Regions from separate parts of the Callithrix jacchus genome. Here region 1 is linked to region 2. Evidence: chromatin contacts called from public Hi-C data. All regions are on one chromosome and are shown on one strand. Each heading gives the region's core, a stretch centred on a gene start, on an enhancer-like site or on the middle of the called end of the contact. The rest is flanking DNA. Distances are from core to core; before and after follow the strand shown.

Evidence for each region. Hi-C and Micro-C count contacts between places; a contact is called where the count stands out from the background.
Region 1: a Hi-C map of induced pluripotent stem cells shows a contact between it and region 2, with 4 times the contacts expected there. The contact joins two enhancer-like sites. A contact is called at or near these places in 2 of 3 Hi-C or Micro-C datasets (induced pluripotent stem cells and skeletal muscle).

Annotation. Positions count from the first base shown.
Region 1 is chr3:110,051,571-110,058,331 of calJac240_pri, forward strand. No RefSeq gene overlaps it. Among named protein-coding and RNA genes, the nearest start is that of SPARCL1, 11 kb to the right of the region's middle. Within about 2 kb of position 4,736, at least 3 of the 16 cell types and tissues checked have an H3K27ac peak or open chromatin away from gene starts, as enhancers often do.
Region 2 is chr3:109,772,519-109,779,189 of calJac240_pri, forward strand. No RefSeq gene overlaps it. Among named protein-coding and RNA genes, the nearest start is that of MEPE, 18 kb to the right of the region's middle. Within about 2 kb of position 5,198, at least 3 of the 16 cell types and tissues checked have an H3K27ac peak or open chromatin away from gene starts, as enhancers often do.

The DNA of each region.
Region 1 (6,761 bases), core at 3,486-5,985, 280 kb after region 2:
TTCTAGCAAGTACTTTATAACTCTGGATCCTGATGTGCTGTGAAGGAAAAATACCTTGAGCCTTCAGATGCCAGCAGAGCAAAGCCAGTCTATGTTCTCAAGTCCACAGGCTCACCCAGAGTGGGACAGTACACCTGTGTCCAAGAGTGAGAACACATGGATGTAAGTGAGACTTGGCAGAGGTGGTATGGTATGAAATCTGTTTTATTTAATTCAAGATGGAGGATGCTTATAATGCAAATTTGAATAACTTTTTATTTATTCCATCTTATTCCACAAAGTATGTTTCTTATGAAAGGACACCGTATCAAGGGATACAGGGTAAAACCAAAGCCTGGGTAAGATTAGCATGCATATAGAAACAGAACTGCCATTTGACTCAGCAATCCCATTACTGGGTATATACCCAAAGGAATGGAAATCATTGTACCATAAAGACACATACGTACATATGTTCATTGCAGTGCTATTCACAAGAGCAAAGACATGGAATCAACCCAAATACACATCAGGGACAGATAGAATTTTTTTAAATGTGGTACATATACACCACGGTGTTCAGTATGGAATACTATGAAGCCACAAAAAGAGTGAGATCCTGTCTTTTATGGGAACATGAATGGAGCCAAAGTCCATTATCCTTAGCAAACTAATACTGCATGTTCTCACTTATAAGTGGGATCTAAATGATGAGAACTTATGGACGCAAAGTAGGGAACAACAGACACTGGGGCCTACTAGAAGGTGGAGGGTGGGAGGAAGGAGAGGATCAGGAAACATACTAGTGGGTACTAGTGAGTACTAGCCCCTGAGTAATGAAATAATCTGTACACCAAACCCCCATGACACAAGTTTACCTATAAAACAAACCTGCACACAGACCCTCGAACCTAAAATAAAAGTTAAACAAAAAAGATTAACAAGCAGAAAAACATACAGGGCACCAAAACTTGACTCCTCCCTCAAACCTTGCTCCATACCTTCCCCATCCGCATAAAGTAAACTTCGGCCCCCTAGAATTCTTCCAGTTGCCAGAATGTATGGTGTTCCTTCCCCAGAAGGTTGTTACCCTTCAGGTCAGGAATGCCAGCACCCCACCTCCTTTTCCTTAGGAAACTTCCACGCATCCTGGGGCCCAAAGGGGACTTCTTCAAATGAATCCTGTCTTGCTATGTTCTCATAGCAAGGGCCTTCCCTTCATAGCACTTTTCAGTTTGTGCATTTATCTGAGTAATAAATAAATATCTATCACTTCCCCTAAACTGGAAGCTTTGTGAGGACAGAAATCCTTCTCCTTTTGCTTTCCATCATAACTCTAGCAGCCAGCAGAGCCTGATACATACGGACACTCTGTACATACTGGTTGAATAAATGAAGCCTCCCAGCAGTCAAGGGCAAGAGAAAAGCATAAGTTAAAATATTTACGAGTTAATACATCAAGACAAACAGCTCTTCCTGCATTCTGAGTTTTAAGCAAAATTTCTCCCATGAGTCTTCAAAATTTCTCCCCTGGGTCCTTAAAAACAGAACATTGTAGGCTGGGCACAGTGGCTCAAGCCTATAATCCCAGCACTTTGGGAGGCCAAGGTGGATGGATCATGAGGTCTAGAGCTGGTCAACATGGTGAAACCCCGTCTCTACTAAAAATACAAAAAATTAGATGGGCATGGTGGTGCACGCCTGTAGTCCCAGCTACTTGGGAGGCTGAGGCAGGAGAATTGCTTGAACTCAGGAGGCAAAGGTTGTGGTGAGCCGAGATCATTGCACTCCAGTCTGGGTAATAAGAGCAAAACTCCGTCTCAAAAAAATAAACAAAAAAACAAACAAACAAACAAAAACAGAACATTGTATGAATTTGTGGACAGCATTTTTATGTTGATATACTCACATATTTAATTTTTAATTTAATTTTTTTTTGAGACAGAGTCACTCTTTCACCCAGGCTGGAGTGAATTGGCATGATCTCGGCTCACTGCAACCTCCGTCCCCTAGGTTCAAGCGATTCTCCTGCCTCAGTCTCCTGAGTAGCTGGGATTACAGGTTCTCACCACCACATCCGGTTAATTTTTGTATTTTCAGTAGAGACAGGGTTTCACCTAGTTGTCCAGGCTGGTCTCAAACTCCTGACCTCAGGTGATCCACCCTCCTCAGCCTCCCAAAATGCTGGAATTACAGGCATGAGACATTGTGCCCAGCCTAATAACACATTTTAAACAGCTGCTTCTTAAAGCATCCCTCAGTACAAAGACTGAGGGAGGTCAAATCACAATTCAGTAGAAATAATTTTACAGGACCCAAAGCAAGGTTTATCCAGGAACAGAGTTCTCTCAGGGCTCTGGTTTCATGCAAAGGTAAAATAACATGAGAGAAATTGAGGGAAGGGAACTGCACATCCTTCAGGCCCTCCTCCGTAAGTATTTCTTCCAGTCAGGGTTATGGTCTGATTGGATACCTGAGAGGTGAAGGTTACAGTCTCTGTGAGCACAGAAAGGGCAGATCCACATTCAGTCTTTGATCCTTAGCTGGAAAGAGAATGATCATTCAGTTGACTATTGTTTCGGATGAAGCTTTCTTCATTCAGCTGGAGAAATAATGACTCCTTGGTCTCATTCATTTAAGGATGACTGTGGTTCACACTCCCCTCTTGTGGCCACTTCCAAGTATACTGGCCTGTACCCAGGAGCCCAGAAAGGCAAAAGAGAAATCAAATTCCTTTATTTAAATTAGTTAACCTAGGAATTGCTCATTGCTTTTTCCTTCGGGAATGTCAGACCAGTTTTTAAAAACTGGCAGATGAGGCTGGGCGCGGTGGCTCAAGCCTATAATCCCAGCACTTTGGGAGGCCGAGGTGGGTGGATCACGAGGTCAGAGATGGAGACCATCCTGGTCAACATGGTGAAACCCCGTCTCTACTAAAGATACAAAAATTAGCTGGGCATGGTGGCACATGCCTGTAATCCCAGCTACTTCGGAGGCTGAGGCAGAAGAATTGCCTGAACCCAGGAGGCGGAGGTTGTGGTGAGCTGAGATCACGCCATTGCACTCCAGCCTGGGTAACAAAAGCGAAACTCCACCTCAAAGATATAAATAAATAAATAAAATAAAATCTAAAAACTGGCAGATGTTGAACAGCATGCTAAAACGAGGGTCAATAGACCGTATTAAATCTTCATTGGTCAACCTTTTAAAATGCTTAAAAGGCTCAACATTTGGGCCAAAGAGGGTAGGCAAATGATGCAAATGCATGAGAAGCCTGATCATTCCTCATACATTACCCTTCCCAAAGTATGTTTGCCTTCTCTCAATTTGGTCCCCTTCAAGTAACACATTCATAGATTTGGAACTTTAGGGGCATGTGGGAAGGAATGACCTGGTGAATGAAGCAAGCAATAGAGTTGCAAATGATCATTTTACAAATATTTCTTAAGTACTTGCCACTGTGGGGAATCAAGGTTATATAAGAAATGATCCCAGGCTGGGAAGAGTGGCTCATGTCTGTAATCCCAGCACTTTGGAAGGCTCGGGTGGGAGGATCACTTGAGCTCAGGAGTTTGAGACCAGCCTGACCAACATAGGGAGACCCCCATCCCTACAAAAATAGTTGTTTTTTTTTAATTAGCTGGGAATGCTGGCTTAAGCCTGTAGTCCCAGCTACTTGGAAGGCTGAGGTAGGAGGATGGCTTGAGCCTGAGAGGTTAAAGCTGCAGTGAGTCATGATCAGCACATGACACCCCAGCCTGGGTGACAGAGCAAGACCCTGTCTTAAAAAGAAAGAAAAAAGATCTCTGCTTGAAAATATTACCTAGTAGAGGATAGGGGACCTCAATACAAACAACTGTATTACTCAATGAAAAGTGAAAAATGCCAGAGAAAAAAGTAAATGAAGATACTGTTCCCTTACGACACAGGACAGAGTCAGAGATGGGAAGTGAAAGGCGAAGAGTAAGGAGCCACTCCTTCCGAGCCATCTCGTTCTAGCACACTTACTCTGAGCAGAGTGTTCCAAGTACTTTATCAAAAATAATGTTATTGAAGTTAGAGAAAGAATAACCTCTTATCAGACATATCAAGGAAGGCTTCTTGGAAAGGAGACATCTAAGCTGGACCTTGAAAGACTGGTAAGATTTAAACATGAAGGTTTCAGGCAGAGGAACTCACCTTAGTCAAAGGACTGAAGCAGAAAATTACAAAGCAAGGAAAGGAGAAAAAGTTGATGTTCACATAAGTGAAGGGAAGATATTACATAAAGTGGCAGATGGCTTTAAATGCCTGGCTCACGAGTTTAGAATTGACTTGGTAGGCAGTGGGAGGCTATTGAAAGCTTTCAAGCAGGAGAGGAACATGATGTGAGTTACACTTTGAGAGGGTGAAATTGTTTAAAATAGTGTTTAAGATACATTGGGTTGGAACAAGAAGGAAGTATCCGGAACTATGCTCAAAACGTAGTCTTAAGGGGCCCAACCCAGCTCACAGACCTGTTTTATTTGTCATAGAGACTGTTGGTCAGTACTTAATAATCCCATGAAATATTAGATTTCTGGCTTTGCTGTAAAACAGTAAAATGATCAGACAATCTTGGGCTGTCATTTCCCTGTGACAGTAAGGCTGCAAGAATTGAGTAGCTGCTGCCGCCTTCAGATGGATGACATATTTTCCATTCCCAAGTTCCATGTACCCTCTCTTGTCTTCCTAACACCAAGGTCATGTGCAAGCTGCCAGTCAGCCCTGCCTGTGTGGGGAGGGTGTTGTTTTCTTACTTCTGGTCGCCTTCATTAATTTCTGTGGCCTCCCTGGCCCTTGAGGGCAATTGCATTTGTGAATTTGAGTCCAGAGATAGGGAAAACAGTCAGATATGAAGTGACTGGGGCTTTCATCAGGAATGTGACCATAGGAATGAAAAAGGGCACGCGCAGGAGATATTTGTCCTGTGTTTTTTCAGATCTCAACCAATGTTAGCACACAACATGAGAAGCAGTAACAAGATGGACAAAAAGGTTATAATTATAAAACTTTGACTTCATTTCCTGAGAAAAGCAACTGTAATGTTTTCAAAAAATTCTTCTGTGTTCTTTCATAAATATTTGTAGAGTAATGAACGCTGTTATAAATATTATATCGAGTTCTTAGAAAATCATTCATGACTCAGTTTCTCCAGCTATAAATAGTAATTGTCAGTGGATTACCCCACAGTAAATTGTGTTTTTTTCAGGCATGAGATGTTTCAGTCAGTTGGTGAGGATCATTAGTAAAAGGGCAAAGTTGGTTCAGGGGTAGCTAGAATTCTATTATTTTATATATCAAACACAAAGGGCTGGGCATGGTGGCACACGTCTGTAATCCCAGCACTTTGGGAGGCTGAGACAGGCAGATCATGAGGTCAGGAGTTCAAGACCAGCCTGACCAATGTCGTGAAACCCTGTCTCTACTAAAAATACAAAAATTAGCCAGGCGTGGTGTTGCACACTTGTAATCCCCGCTACTCAGGAGGCTGAGGCAGGAGTATCGCCTGAACCCAGGAGGCAGAGGTTGCAGTGAGCCGAGATCGCACCACTGCACTCCAGCCTGAATGACGGAGCGAGACTCTGTATCAAAAAAAAAGAAAAAAACACGAACACACAGATATAGATAATAGTACATAAACAGATACACAGTGTATCTGCAATATTAAAATTTCATGGTGAGAGGAGACACTTAGGAAAAAAATGTTCAAAAAGCTCCTTGGGGGAGTGATCACGAAAAGAAATTTTTGAGAAATACCAAGCTAGCGAGGACAGGCATTGTGCAAATCATTCATTTTTGTCTCATTTCAAGTTGCCAGCCAGTTAATGCCAATGTAGACTCTAAACAGTCCAAATTTGGCTCTCCTAACATTTGCTAGAGACCAAGCCTCAGCTGCACCCCTGACGTTGTAAAATCAGACCATGCAAAATCTAAGAAATCTATTACTTCTTCACAAGGAAAATATCAGTGAAAATACAAATATCATTGCTCAAAACCAAGAAGAAAATACAACCACTGGAACAAATTTCCAGAATAGGTTTGCATCATTACACAAGCAGTACTTCTTAGTCTAAAACATTTTGCTCTGGGAACTGAACACTATAGCCAAGAAAATATCAGACATTTGGAGAAGGCGGTATTTGGCTAATAACAGCAAAGTGACCTCACCCATGAGAAGGTCCAAGTACAAACTTCTGTCTTGGTGAATAACACACATCCTGTAAGTCAAATGCACAGAAATATGAAGTCCAGCTGCACCTCACTTAGGCAAGAGATCTGTACACCAGGCGATTTGATAAACTGGGCTCTGTGTCTAGCCCAAGGTGAGGTGAGAATGAAAGACTAGCTACATAGCTCACATTGCTATTGCCCAGCCAACCCAAATTCCCCCAAACTCAATGAGGGATCTGTCTGAGAAAAGACAACAGCATACTACTCAAGGGACTTATGTGAGCAGCTGCTGTGTTGGCAGAACTTGACTAAAGGGATATATTTCACCCCTCTGCCTAAAAATCATCATTCTTCACAGAGAGTATTAGCAGTTCATGTGAAAAGAGGAGGCGTTCTATATCCTATTACAGAGGTTCCATGACACAATCTTCAACAATATTTAGCCTTCTTATTGGCTTTCATCATCATCCTTATTATCATCATATATTGAACCCTAGTTGAGTCATGAATTGGGCAAAGCACTATGTGAACATCATCTCTTTTCCTCACAGCTACCTGATGAGACAGGTTTTATTGTCATCCACATGATG
Region 2 (6,671 bases), core at 3,948-6,447:
AAACTGGGAGTGATTGTTAATATTTAGGATCACAAAGTCGAGATTGGAGAAACCTCAATAAAATAGCACTGTGAAATAGAGCATTATGCATTCTGGATCAGAAAATAAATTATATAACATAATACAAAGAACAGAGCTGGTCCAATATTGTTTTTTATGGAGCAAGCATGTGAGCAAACAGAAAATAGAAGTTAGTACTTATATAATTAGAAATTAAATAAGAGGAAAGGGAAACTGATATGAATTCAGCCTGTATTTTGGACCAAGTGCTGGCACAGGCATTTTGTAGATGTTAAGGAATCTAACACAATCCTAGACTATATTAACAGGATGGAATGGCCAGAATAAAGGGTGGACTATTACATAGTCTGCTGAGATGTCCAAACAACACGTGGAATATTGTGCCCAACCAACTGGAGGTAAGTGTGGTGAAAGATCACATGAAAGGTCATTGAAAAATGTTTAGTTTGATGAGGAGAAGCACAGAAAACAGTAAGGATGTCACATGGAAAATGAATGAATCATTCCGCCTAGCCCCAAAAGTGTAGGGTAAGGTAATGAACTCCCTGTTAGTGTAAGTATGTAAACAGTGGCAAAACAACCAGCTATTAGGGATGAAACACGGTGAACCTGCTTTAGGTGAGCACTGGACCAGATGATCTCTAAGGGTTCTTCCAAGAATCTCTGCACCCATATAGAGCAAGTTAGAAAAAAAAAGGCAAAGTGTTAATGTCAGGGGGTTTAGCCTCACGAAACTAAGTACAGCTGGTCCTGGCTTTAATGAGATTCAGACATAGTAAAAAAGGAAAGAGACTTTTTAGTTAAGACAAATTCCAGTTTATTGTCTGTGGAAACAGGAAATTCAGAGTTTTATAGGGGAGATGTGTGCAAACAAAAACTAGATTAAAAGTTTCCAGAGGGGGCTGTTACTATTCAAACAAAAGAGCCCTTGTTTTTGATTATGGAGTTTAAAAATAATAGGATATGGTCATTATAAAAGGGAGGCATCTGATTGTATGTTTAAAAAAAATTCCTTTAGGGAGACATTTCCAAATTTGTGAATGAAAGTTAAAAACTCTCTTTGCTTTGTTTCAAAATGCTTTTCACAAAGTGAGCGAGGTTGCCATCTAGTGACTGTTTTCTGGTTTTCCATTTTAAAAGCTCAGTGCAGGTTCTTAGGGCAGTGATGCTCAAACCTGGCTGTGCATTAGTGTCACCTGGAAGTTTCCTAAAATGCAGATTCCTAGGACCCACTAAAGAACCGGAATCTTTGGAGAAGGAGCTCCAGAGGTTGTGCTTTATTATAAAGATCAATCTTCAGATGACTCCACTGGACCCAGTCTGTGACCAGTGTTTGGAATTAACTGCCCTGGGACACATTGTGTGCAGGTGGAAGTGTCACAGAGGCAAATTTATGTAATGTGCAATATTCACCTAATTGCCCTAAGAACCTGGTTTCAGGTGTATGTACTTTGGTAATGCATTTTTGTATCTCATATTTAAAATAGTCTGGGTAATGCTAGAAATTTACCCTACCCTTTTACGCAAAGATATATGATCAGTGATGTTTATTGTAACACTGTTTGAATAGTGATTAGCTAAAAATGATTTAAATGCTTATCAATAAGGATATGGCTAAATAAATGACAGGAAATCCAAGCAGTAATTTTATACAGCCATTTAAAAAGAATAATTAAGCACCATATACAATTTTTATTTTTCAATCATACATTGGTAAAGTTGAAAAAACATGAATTTACAATAGAAAAATTGGGAAAATGCTATATAGCCTTCAATAGTGGACTGAACAAATTGTGGTAAATGTATGTAATAAAATTGGAAAATATTTGGTAACGTGATAAAAGAGCACATTAAGAGAAAAGGACACTAAAAGAATATAACGTTTTCTTAGAATATAGGTCAGTATATAGTTTGAAAAAGAACTGGAAGGAGAAGTGATGAAAGTTCAAACTGCCCTGGGACACATTGTGTGCAGGTAATTTTTTTCTTGATATTTTCTTTTTTTGTAATTTTGTACACTGGGTTTTTCATTTCTATCATAATCAGAAAACTATAAACATTATTTTGAGAGCAGAATACATGTGAATTGATTCAAAGCTTACTGTCACATGCTTTTAGTAGGTGTTAGATGAACAGGCCAGAGTAAGCTGAAATAAGGAAGCCAAAAGACCGGGTTGGAGACTCGTTTCTATTGGCTACAGGTAGGCTCAGATGTTGGGGGGCTTTCCTACTTGTACATCCCTTCTTTATTCATCCAGCCATGATGAATAACATGATGGTGCAACTGAGGGGCCCTTCCCTGGAAGGGTCTTTCATCAGCGGGATCTATGTGGAAGACAGAGCACCAACACTCCACCAGGACAGAGGCAGGTTTTGTAGAAGAACACTACAAATTCATGGATCACTGCTTTAAAATTCTACTAATTAAAGATTCTATTAACGGGAATGCTCTTCCAGAACTCACACTTTTGCGCAACATGGGGCAGCAAGCTCGGTCTCAAGTCAGCATATCGTGACTTTTGCATCCTTGCACTTTCAACTTTTGCCCCTTCTGTTCCTTCTTTGTTTTCTTGGCACACTTTCTGTTCTGTCTTTTGCAGAGACATGTAAACCTTGAACAGCTGCGATCATATCCTGTTAAGATGACTGATTTGTACATGACCGAGGGCACATTATGGCTCTACAATCACCAGATTATTTTCCACAGAGTAGTGAGTTGGGGAAGTCACATATACAGGCTGTGAATAGTTTCTGTTTTGCAAGAGACTGTGTAAAGGTCCATCTTGTACATTCATTTAATTAATTAATTAATTAACTAATTAAAAATTTATTTATTTTTTTGAAACAGAGTCTTGCTCTGTCATCCAGTCTGGAGTGCAGTGGCACAATCTCGGCTTACTGCAGCCTTCGTCTTCCAGGTTCAAGTGATTCTCCTGCCTCAGCCCCCTGAGTAGCTGGCATTATAGGTTTGTGCCACCAGGCCTGGCTAATTTTTGTATTTTTAGTAGGCACGGGGTTTTACCATGTTGCCCAGGCTGGTCTCGAATTTCTGACCTCAGATGATTTGCCCCACCTCAGCCTCCTAAAGTGCTGAGATTACAGGTGTGTGCCACCACACCCGGCCTTGTACATTCACTTTAGATGACATTTTTGTTACTTGTTGATATGAGATAATACACAAGGATAAGCTATTTTTCATCATAGATGGAAACATTCCTGTAATGCCAGGTTAATACAGGGGAAGGTCTGGCCTAGCCATAAATTTGTGAGAGACCCAGGTGACTGATTCGAAGGTCACTGGGAAAGACATCCATATTAGTGATTTCAAACTTTGGCTTGCATTAAAATCATTTGAGGGACCTGTTAAAAATGGAAATTCCTAGACCCCATTCATGGCTTATATCACAAATATTACTCCATTCACTTATTAATGCAGTGTTTCTAAGATATGCCCCAGCTGGCCTGCTCAGAACTACCTCTTTGCTAAATAGACAACTTGCTTTCTTCACATAATATTATGTTGGTGCAAAAGTAATTGCTGTTTTTGCCATTAAAAGTAATGGCAATTACCTTGCACCAACCTAATACTTCTATCTTCTCAGGCTGTTGTTTTAAGTAAAAATTATTTAAAATTATTTGACTTATATTATTAATGTGTTAACCTAAGAGTTGTAAAAATCTGCTTAAAATTCAAATCCAGCAAGAGTCACTTAACAGGGAGTGTCTCTGTTACACTAATGCATGCCCATAAATTGATGAAGTATTGTTCCTTTAATGAAACAGCTCTTCTGGTTCTTATTCTCGAAAGTCTAAACCACAGCTTCAGGTAGATTTCCTTGCAGTTTTTGTGTGCGTCCACTCATCGTTTTTGACATTATGCTCATTTGGATTTCTGGACGTAGGATTGTATTGGAGTTTTGTTCTGCTTTCTTTCCAGATTTCCTCATTAAGTTTTTTCTAACCATTTTTCTGCCCCTTTCTCTTTCAGCCCCAATTGCTTTCTTCCTGATTTTCATCCAGACTCATCTATTTCTTCTCCTTTTCCTTTGGGTCATCTAATATCATATTTTAATGCCTATGAATGGAAGGATCATTCTCTTGACTAGCAGAGTTTACCTTCTCATAGAGAAGTTGTTTTTGAAAGGTGGACTTCTGTAAAAGCATCATAATGTCTTTGAAATTTATGCTGTCTTGAGCTCCTACTTAGTTCAAGGCAGGCCCTAAAGACAGAGTGAGGAGACAACAAAATGTTTGTTCTAGACCACAGACAGAGAAAGCCTGCTGAGTGATTTCCTCCTGGCTGGTCTTCTTCCTTCCAGCTCCCCTGACCTTGCTCACAACTCCTTCCCCATCCTCTGGTTGGGGAGACCTATCTTAAGCTCTGAACTACACATGGGATCACTTAAGGTTGCCCACTGCTAAGCTCTTATTTACCTGTGAGACTTACTGTCTGCAGCCTCTCTACATGTGCAATATGTTAAGGAAAATAGATTTTACTATCTCCTGGTTCTTCCCTTCAGTTAGAGTTGATCTCCTCAGAACTCCTGTCTCGCTTTACTTATATTTCTATTATTTAATACATTCCTCCTTGTATCTTTTGTATGACTTTCTCTTTACTTCCTTATAGTCTTGATAAGGACCAAGATCATCTCTTCTTCTTTTGATCTCCGAAAAATTTTGTAAAAGATGGTCGTTCAATAAATATTTTTCTACTGAGCTAAATGTTATTTCAGACAAAGTCAGACACATTATCCTGACTGCTGGACTTGCCAAGAACAGATTAATTAGTATTCTAAAATCAAGGTAAATATTTACAGGCAGAGAGGTCCAGGAAGGTGACTTTGGAGGGAGTACCAGGGCTGCAAATAAATGACGGAACTGGAGCCTGCTCCCAGGACTGGTACAGTGACCTTTACGTTTTGAGCACAAGGTGGCAGGCTAGGTCAATGTCCATCATCCCTTATAAGGCAGCTACGTGAGGCTGAAATTCTTTGCCCAATTTCGGAAACAGAAATCTGTGTGTGTGTGTGTGTGTGTGTGTGTGTGTGCGCGCGCGCGCGCGTTTTAACTGAGATTAGTGCAGCTTTGAAGGCTAACACATGGCTTTGGAAAAGGCATGGCCTCACTCCTGACTGCTGGCTGTCTTTGTGGATCTCTGATCCTTCGTGTTTGGACGAATTCCTCCACGTCTGCATCAGATAGCAATGCATCATGGATACTGACACACTTCTAGTTTATCTTAACTGGATGAAAAAAATATGAACATTTTCAGTGTTTTGAAGAAATATCCATGAACCCTAAAGCTTGGAGAGAGGAAACAAAATCGGACCAGAGAATTGAAATATGCAGTTTCTCCACTAGATAGCAGACTAGGACAAGTGACTTTTGGAAGGGTCCCCCTGTATTTACCCAAAGAAAGCATTTGTTTTTCTCCATCAGTTCATATTTTTCTTTTACCAAACCAGGTGTTTTTCTGTGATCAAACTTTCACATGTTAAAGTCTGATATAAATCTCAAATATAAGTAGCAGGTTGATTTTAATTTATTAATCTGCAATTTAAATTCTGATAGATTTTTTTTACTTCATTAATTGCTTCCAGTTTTGTTTTGTTTTGCCCAAATTGTCTTTTATTTTTTTAAAAGCAAAGTACTAGGAATAGTTTACTCTGGAATTCTGATGGTAGCATTGGGTGATATGTTAAGTCCTTCCCCCGATTCTGATCTGTTATCTCCAGAAGATGGGGAACAAATGAAGGAAAAAAGATATTCCTTGTTTTTAGGTTCTATTTTGCATTCTTTCAAGTTTCTCTCCCTCTGTGTGTGGGTGCACTCATGAACACACATATACTCACACATATTCATATATGTGGATGAATATACACATACTCTATGTAAACGTGTGTGTATATGTATATACACACAGTCATATATGTATGTGTATATTATGTATATTTATCTTTGAAATATATGGCAATTTAGTGATTGTTTAAGAGCAAAGACTCTGGAACCAGACTCCTGGGGTGTAAATCCTAGCTTGCTAGCAGATACTTACAGACCTATGTCTGTATCTTCATCTGCAAAATGGGGGGTAATAACGGTACCCACATTATAGAGGAGCTGTGCAGATTAAAGGACTTAACAGAGCACGGCTCATGGTAACTATGTTAACCATTATTATTTGTGTATATTGAGAGTCTGATTTATTCAGTAGCTTATATTACCACATTCATTTAGTAAATGAAGCACCCTCTATCTACCCAATGTGGGAGTTTAGATTTTTTGAAGGTGCCGTAATATATTGATATTGACTTGACTTTTGTTACATACATTATTCAACTTAATAATCTAGGTGCTGTACAGACTGTCTCAGTCGTGATTTCTGTTGTCTGGGAACTTACATATTACAGAGGAATTGTGTGCACTTTTCTTTCTCTATTCTCTACCTCTCTCTTTTCTTCTCTTGGCCTTCCTAATTTGGAGGAAATGTAAGAATGGAAAGGCACATCAATTAAAAATTCAATTCAGCTGCCAATAACAACAGCAACAAAAATTGCAAACAATGGCTTAAAAACATCATTTTTTTTTTCTCTCACAGGACAAAGATTCTGGAGGCAGGAGGCTGATGATGGAGCTGCTGGTTCAGTGGTTCC